Linked DNA regions of Mus musculus: all the other regions are linked to region 1. Evidence: chromatin contacts called from public promoter capture Hi-C data. All regions are on one chromosome and are shown on one strand. The core of a region is the stretch at or near the end of the contact, and the rest is flanking DNA. Distances in the headings are between cores, read along the strand shown. Region 1 overlaps Kdm5a (lysine (K)-specific demethylase 5A). Region 2 overlaps Erc1 (ELKS/RAB6-interacting/CAST family member 1). Region 3 holds the start of Bid (BH3 interacting domain death agonist).

Region 1 (2,749 bases), core at 155-2,654:
CTGCTTCTGCCTCCTGAGTGCTATAATTAAAAATGTGAGCTGTCACACCCAGCCCCAACCCCACTTCTTAATGTTGGCTAAACCTTAAAGTGGGCATTTCAGAGGTTTCTGTTTTAAATCAGCCTTAAATAGCCTCTTATTCTCACACTTTAACCAGTTATGAGTCTTGGTATTATCCACCACACACTGTAGAAAGAAGCTTTTCTGGTCAAAGAGGATAACAGCACTATTATATGATCATAAATACTTAAAATCCAGTTTGACAGGCATATCTTGACTATTTAGCAAAATAGCAGTAAATTTCTCACCAGGGACTATCACTTTTCCAGTCACTGACTTTTTGATTATGTGTATAGTATCAAAGATGACTTCCCTTCTGTGAAATAGACCTCAAATCCAAGAAGTGACTGGTTAGCTGCCAGTATATACTAGTGGACCCATTGTGTCTGTCAAGTTAGTAGTGCACCATTCAGGTTAGCTTAAACTTTTTTGTGAATCTTGAATGTTTTTTTTTTCCCCCTCACTGACTGTCTTAGGGTTTACTGCTGTGAGCACACACTATGACCAAGGCAACTCCTATAAGGACAACATATAATTGGGGATGGCTTATAGGTTCAGAGGTTCAGTTCATTATCACCAAGGCAGAAACATGGCAGCATCCAGGCAGGCATGGTACAGGCAGAGCTGAGAGTTCTACATCTTCATCTGAAGGCTGCTAGCAGAATACTTGACTAACATGCAGCTAGGATAAGGGTCTTAAAGCCCACGCTCATGGTGGCACAACTACTCCAACAAGGCCACACCTCCTAATAGTGTTACTTCCTGGGCCAAACATATACAAACCCAACACATTCCACTCCCTGGCCCCCATAGGCTGAGTCTATGGGGGCCATATCTAGCAGTAGCAATATAAAAGGACATTTAGTCCAACTTCAGAAGTCCTCATAGTCTATAGCAGTCTCAACACTGTTAAAAGTTCAAAGTCTTTTCTGAGATCCATCCATTCACTTAGCTATAATCCCCAAATCAAGACAGGAAACCAGCTGGGCAAACTCTAAACTCTGTATCTCCATTTCTGATGTCAAAAGGATCTCCAACTCCTTTGTTGACTGAAACAAATTTATAATCCTGGGCTGGTTCCACTCCCTGTTAGCAGCATTCCTCAGCAGATATCCTATGGCTTTGGCATCTCGAAAATTTTGGAAACACAGCTTCTTTGTGCTCTCAACAAACATTTCCCAGAAGATTTCACCTCAGTGATACTGGTCTCTTCTTAATCCTTGCTAATTTCTTAGCTCTAGCTAACCAGTGTCAATTGTCCCAGTAGTCCCTTTTATTTTTCACTCTAAAGCCAGAGCCACATTGCCAAAGCTGCTGAGTTCCGCTGTTTACAGGAGCTGGACTATGACCCCCTTGTTCTATTATATTATCACTAGCTTCCTGTTTTCCAACTCCTTCACTGCCTAAGCTTGTATCCTGGATCTTGGTCTATAATTGACCTTGAACTCAGAGATCTGTATGCCTGTCTCCAGGGATTAAAGGTGCCTCCCACCGTGCTTGGATCTAAATTTTAGTTGGGTAGGATCTTGTCCTGTAGTCCCATTCCCTTAATTTGTTATCTCCTAGAACACAGGATTCAGCTCCATTTCACTTCCTGGTGCCACATTAATACTCAAACCATATATTTTATATTTTTCCTTTCTAAGCTTGCTACACTTGTTCAAGATGCTCTTCATGAGAACAAAGTCTCTGCTGGGCTATTTTGAGACTTCCTTTGTCAGTGCAATTAATACAAATCTCTTTACTTTAAGGCTGGGTGTGATAGCACACACCTTTGATCCCAGCACTTGGGAGGCAGAGGCAGGTGAATTTCTGAGTTTGAGGCCAGCCTGGTCTACAGAGTGAGTTCCACAGAAACCCTGCCTCCAAAATAAACAAAACACAAAACAAAACAAAAAATCTCTTTACTTTAACCTCATGTAGACTTTTCAGACAAGGGCAGAAAGCAGTCACCAAAATACCACAAAAATAGTCTGTACGCCACATACTGGAATTTTTCTCCACTGAAACCTCTTGGGCTTGGTCTGCACAGTTCACATCACTCTCAGCAACAAAACAAAGTCTTCCATATTCCTACTAGGATAACCCATTGAGCTCCACTTAAACATTATACTGCTGTCTAAATCCAAAGTTCCCAAATCCACATTCTTTTTTTTTTTTTTAAGATTTATTTATTATTATATGTAAGTACACTGTAGCTGTCTTCAGACAATCCAGAAGAGGGAGTCAGATCTTGTTACGGATGGTTGTGAGCCACCATGTGGTTGCTTGGATTTGAACCCTGGACCTTCGGAAGAGCAGTCGGGTGCTCTTACCCACTGAGCCATCTCACCAGCCCCCAAATCCACATTCTTAAGACAAAAGCATGGTCAGGCCTATCACAGCAATACCCTAGTACCAACTTCTTTCTTAGGGTTTTACTGCTGTGAACAGACACCATGACCAAGGCAACTTCTATAAAGACAACACATAATTGGGACTGGCTTACAGGTTCAGAGGTTCAGTTCATTATCAAGGCAGGAACATGGCGCCATCCAGGCAGGCATGATGCAGGAGTAGCTGAGAGTTCTACATCTTCATCTGAAGGCTGCTAGCTGAATGCTTCCAGGCAGCTAATTGTAAGGATCTTAAAGCCCACATCCACAGTAATACACTACTCCAACAAGGCCACACCTCCTAATAGTGCCAT
Region 2 (2,749 bases), core at 83-2,582, 550 kb before region 1:
TTTCCATAAGATCAATATTTAAATATCAATACTTTCATGCACATTGGGAATAACAATTAGAAAATGTAGCTCTTAAGGTTAAGGTTAGGGAGATGGATCAGTGTGTAAAGTACTTGCCATGCAAGGATGAGAACACTTGGTCACTTCCCCAGAAATGAGGTAGAACTGAAGGCGATAGCATGCATCTGAAATCCCAGTGCTCCTATGGTGAGATGGGAGGCGGAGAAGGGAAAATTCCCAGAAGCTCATGGGCCAGCTAAAGAACAAAAGACTCCATTTCAACCAAGGTGAAGGCCAGGATCAACACCTGAGGCTGACCCCTGCCAACAGTCAAACACATATCATACAGAGAGAGAAGAGTGAGGGGGAGGAGAAGAAATGTAGCTCTGGGTTCGAGCCCCAACACTACATTAATGGATGTTGCAGCACATACATGGCAATAATTGCAGCAGAAGAGGTAAAGGCCATCTTCATCTACAGCTGAGTTTCACATACACAAGACCCTGATCAAAAAATAAGTTAAGTCCTGCTAACAACAACAAACCTATAAAAGGTACCTAAAACCTAACAAAAATGTTCAAGCATTTAAATCTCTACTAAAATACATAAAATCATACCTCAATAATGAAAAAAAAAGTTAAAAGTTACCCATACTGTGAAGGTATCAGCTCTTCTCCCAGTTCATTCACAAAATCCCAGTAGATTTTCATGTAATTTAAAAATGCTGATTCTAAAATTCAAATGGAGGACTAGAAGTACAATAGCCAGCTCCAGAGGAATCAGACACCACTGAACCTCTGCGCACCCGCATTCATGTGCACATAACCCATAACACATAATTAGAATAATAAAAATAAATCTTAAAAAAAAAATAGAACATGCTCTTAGCCACTGAGCCATCTCTCCAGCCCTTCCCCTTTTTTAAAACTAATTTGGCAGGGAAACCTCTCCTTGATATCAGGTTACCGAGTGCTTTTATGTGTAACACTGAGCATACGTATCAAGTATTTCATCAATAAAATAATGTACATCAACACCGGATACTGTACAATACCCAATAATGTTCTAAGTAAAATTCTGGGAAACAAAGTCCCATCAGATCATCATATTCTCATAAAGAACTACAGACTTTATTATAAAAGCAGACATGAGACATGTTTATAATCCTAGCTACAGGGAGTCTGAGGCAGATAAGGCCAGCTTGAGCTACGTCTCAAAATATAAGATGAAATAAAATAAACAAAACAAATAAACCAGACAGACAGGGTTGTATCTGCTTGTAACCCCAAGCATTGGGGAAGATGAAGCAAGAGGTTATCAAGTTCAAGGCCAATGTGAGCTTTTACAAATTCCAAACCAAGCTGATGTGTCGCCAGCAAAACTGTCTCAAAAAGAAAGAACTGGAAAAAAGTACAGAGTGCTGGCTCCGCTCTTGGCTGCCCACCAGAACTTAAACTTAATGGTAAGATTTGATTTCTGAGGACACTACACACATTGGTCACAGAACATAAATAGTTGGTAAAGACCAGGAAGCGTCCTCTCCGACACCTACTTCTATAGCTATGCAGGCTACTGGAGAGAAAATGAAAGTCACCAACAATATTCCCAAGCTGAGAACAGCAAAAAAGGGGCTGGCATCGATGTTATGGAAGTAACCACTTTCTGGTTGGATTTAAGGACTGTTCCACGGGAAGAAGAACATGCCTGGTATTGCAAATCTAGCCAATTAACCCATGGTTGGAAAGTTCATAGGCCCCAGGAGTGAACTGACTGATTATTTTGCTAAACAGACATAATACCACACTGCCCTCCAAATTTTATCTCTGCATCTGTAGAGTGCTGCCACTCTTTAGTTTCTTTGTGCGCTGAATGATGGTTAACACAGAAACTCACTACTGGTGAGAGAAGTGCAGAGAATTAGTGGCTGTGGAGTACTCAGCCTAAATGGGACAGACATACTGTATATCCTGGCCTCCCCAAGGCTCAGGGATCATCACGGAAAAGTATTCAGAGACATTGTAAGAACCAAAGGTCAGGGAAAACCCAGAGCAAAGACTGTCTTCTCATGAGAGGACCACTACACTAAGGAACTCACAGCAGCTGTGTTTGCCTGCACAAGATCAAGCCAGTCCACAGTCTAGCACTGAGTGAAGGGGGTTAAAAGCCTACACACTCCTTTAACTGAAGAGCTACGAACAGCTGACAGCTTCTGGGGTAGGGAGAGTCAGTTTTCTTTCTGAGTATGGTTCCCTTTAGTTAACCACGTTTCAGTGGGTGGTTCAACATCCAGAAGAATATGAACAGCACAAACTAACCAATGGGTAACTGAACAAAAAAAGACATAAAGTTGGAAGGATACCAGGGTAGGGATGGACTGGCTCTCAAAACTCCATAACTGGAATTTCTTATACAAAAAGGCTTTGCATATAGACTACACATATCCACCATTATACTCTAAGCCTTTTTTAGACCACTAATAATACCTACCTCAGAGTAAGCTATATATAAATAATTGTGATGCTTAAAGTAAGTCATCTGGGCAGTGGTGGCATGCCTTTAACTGCAGCACTAGGGAGGCAGAGGCAGGCAGATCTCTGAGTTTGAGGCCAGTCTGGTCTACAAAGCAAGTTCCTGGACAGCCAGGGCTACAGAGAAACCCTGTCTTGAAAAACAAACAAACAAACAAACAGAAAGTGATTAAGCAAGAACAGTTTGCACATGTTCAATACATATCATATACATGGAAAAA
Region 3 (2,749 bases), core at 126-2,625, 540 kb after region 1:
CAGGACACACACAATCGCCACCCTGCTTCCCCACCACCACCCAGCCGAGTCCTTCTTAGAGCTCAGCCCACTCAAGTATTAAAGCCTCTGAACTCAGCCCCAGCACTGGATCAGGCTCCCCCCCCCCCCATGGAAACACTCAGAGCTGACTGCCAGGGTAGTGCCTGGGACCAAGTCCCAGGGGATGGGGCAGGGCTGCAAAGTCTCCTGGTTGGGTAGAGCTGGAATGTGGAAAGTCCACATCCTTCTTGTGGTTTCTCCCAGCTCCATTCCACAGCTAGCTTATCCTAGACCCGGCTTCAAGGTAGTCTTCCAGTAAGGGCAATCCTGGCCATGGCACCAGGCAGTAGCCTGGGAAAGTAGGGGAGCCCTGCCTGGGTCCTCAGGATGCTCTTGACTCAGAACTATGTGGCTTATCAGATGAAGGTCAAGCCCAGCCTAGAAGTCCCATACTCAACACCACCTGGTCCTTTACAGAGCTCTTCATTCCAGCCTCTCACCACCCACAAAGTTCTACCCTGATCCGTCCCTGGTCCACACTTATTTGTTGAGTATGTAAATGAATGTACGAAAGAATGAATGAACGAATGTGTGAATCCTTGTGGGCCCAGGCCACTTGGTGGCTGAAGACTGTGGGTTTCTTCTAGAATCCTATAGGGTTATTCAGCCAACCATTCAACAAACTTTTTAAAAACATCAGCAACCAGTCTGTGCACATTTTCAAACCATTTTGGGTACTGGAGATGCGGAGGGGTCAGCCACTTCCTCACAGTTCAGGCGTGAGTGTGAGCTGTGCACACAGTAGTGCCCACGGGTGTAGGAAAGGTGCCCCTCGCTGCAGTCTTCCAAGGTCTGTGTTCCCTGGGTTGGGGTTCCAGGGCTTTTGCAGGGCCCATTTGTGGGCTGTAGCCGTTCCTTGTTGATTTTTGTGGGTGGCCATAGCGGAGCGCAGCGAGACCTCAGGCCCGCCTTTCCAGCTCTGCGCGCACCTGCCGAGTGGCGCGCGACCGCGGGGACCCCGGGTCCACCAGGAGGCCTGCCCGAAGCGGACCAGGACCGAGCGCTGAGGGGGACCGCGAGTGGCGCACGCCCCAGGCCTTCGAGTGAGTGCCTTCCCCTCAGCTCCGCGGTGGCACCCTGTGGCCGGCGCCCTCACCCCGCCTCCATCAAGGCGCAAGAGCCCCGCCATCACGAAGGATCGATAGCATACGAAACTGAGCTCCGTGCCGACCCCGTCCTCCCAGAGGGGAACTGTGGGGGCGCCCAGTAGGGTGGGCATACTCACCACGCAGACGCCGCTGCGCCGGTACCGGGCGGCGAACGGGCTAAGGCAAAGGTTTGCGGAGCCACACTCGGCCCGGCGCTCTACTCCACCTACCTTTCCTCGTGCTCGCCCGGGAGCCCCGCCCCTGTGATAGCCCCGCCCTCCGGATGCTCCGCCCTCCGACTGGCCACACTTTGCGGAAACCCAAGGGTCCTACCGGCTCGCTACGGGGGACAGGAAGGAAGGTACACCCGGAACCTGCGCTCCCCAGAGTCCCCAAAGCCTGGGCGACCTGCCCTCGTGAGGATGGGGTGTCATACTTGATCCCGACCTCTCCGCATTGTCTTGATGTATTACATAGCAGGGTTGGCACACTCAAGACTAGTGACCCTGTCAGAATCGGCCCTATCAGAGATGCTGGGAGGTCCCTATTGTTTCTCCTGCGCAGCTGCTTGCAGAATTTTTAAACTCTTGTGGGGAAGGCAGGGATGGGGGTTGCGGGGTTCTCGGTCATGGAATGAATCAGCAAGGATGAATGTGGAAAGAACCAGGAGGCTAGCAGATAATCTCAAACTGCTAGCTAGTTCCCCTGTCCAGAGAAGTCCCAATGCTATATACTTAAGTGCCAGCCAGTACCCCCAAAGGACACGTGACAGTGACAAAAGTGAAAGAGAAACAAGAAAGTGAATTCTGGAAGTATGAGGAAGTAAATAGAACCATGGAAATTGCTGTTCCTGAGCAGAGAAACTGGATCTGAGAAGACAAAAAAAAAAAAAAAAAAAAAAAAAAATCACATGGTTGGTGTGTGTTTGTGTGTGTATGTGTGTATTTAAGCCAGAGGTCAGTGTTTTCCTTCATCACTCTCCACCTTTCCACCTTTTTTTTTTTTCTTTTGAGATGGTGTGGGGTGAGGGGAGTGGACCAGCTTCCCAGCTCCACGCGTGATTTCCCTAGGCTGACTGCCAGGTGAGCTCCAGGAAGCTTCCACTGTGCACCAATAACAATGGAATTGTAGATACACACAGCACTCTATTTTTTACATGGGTGCTAGGGATCCAAAGTCCAGTTCTTACGCATATGAAGTACTTTACAAACCGAGCCATCTCCAGGGTTTCTTTTTCCTCTTTATATTTTCCAATTCTTCTTAAAGGAAGATGGCTCTAATTTTACGATCAATAAAAGTTACACTTGAAGCCGGGCGTGGTGTCGCACGCCTTTAATCCCGGCACTTGGGAGGCCTCTGTTCGAGGCCAGCCTGGTCTACAAAGTGAGTTCCAGGACAGCCAGGGCTATACAGAGAAACCCTGTCTGTCGAAAAACCAACCCCACCCCACCCCCCACTCCCCCACCCCCCCACCCCCCGCCAAAAAAAAAGTTACACTTGAAATCACATAGTGGAAGAGCTTGGTGATGAACAGCGGGGGCAGGGTTGGAGAGATGGCTCACTGGTTAAAAGCACTTCTCACTCTTACAGAGCATCCATCT

The links. Promoter capture Hi-C pulls out the DNA fragments that hold promoters and counts their contacts. Capture Hi-C pulls out chosen DNA fragments and counts their contacts.
Region 2: a promoter capture Hi-C map of liver shows a contact between it and region 1. The contact joins two enhancer-like sites. A contact is called at or near these places in 3 of 39 promoter capture datasets (cranial neural crest, frontonasal cranial neural crest and liver) and 1 of 9 other capture datasets (liver).
Region 3: a promoter capture Hi-C map of liver shows a contact between it and region 1, with 2.5 times the contacts expected there. The contact joins the promoter of Bid here to the enhancer-like site in region 1. A contact is called at or near these places in 2 of 39 promoter capture datasets (liver and pre-B cells) and 2 of 115 datasets of contacts at active chromatin or transcription factors (large pre-B cells and pancreatic cancer cells).

Annotation. Positions count from the first base shown.
Region 1 is chr6:120,375,512-120,378,260 of GRCm38.p6, forward strand. All of the region lies in intron 4 of Kdm5a (lysine (K)-specific demethylase 5A), which reads left to right. Among named protein-coding and RNA genes, the nearest start is that of Gm24592, 4.3 kb to the right of the region's middle. Within about 2 kb of position 1,405, at least 14 of the 459 cell types and tissues checked have an H3K27ac peak or open chromatin away from gene starts, as enhancers often do. A contact at or near this core is called in liver, where this site is marked.
Region 2 is chr6:119,825,564-119,828,312 of GRCm38.p6, forward strand. It overlaps Erc1 (ELKS/RAB6-interacting/CAST family member 1), which reads right to left. Exons shown (of 21, transcript NM_053204.2): 2 at 118-256. Among named protein-coding and RNA genes, the nearest start is that of Erc1, 21 kb to the right of the region's middle. Within about 2 kb of position 1,333, at least 9 of the 459 cell types and tissues checked have an H3K27ac peak or open chromatin away from gene starts, as enhancers often do. A contact at or near this core is called in liver, where this site is marked.
Region 3 is chr6:120,915,449-120,918,197 of GRCm38.p6, forward strand. It overlaps Bid (BH3 interacting domain death agonist), which reads right to left and starts at 1,376. Exons shown (of 6, transcript NM_007544.4): 1 at 1,286-1,376.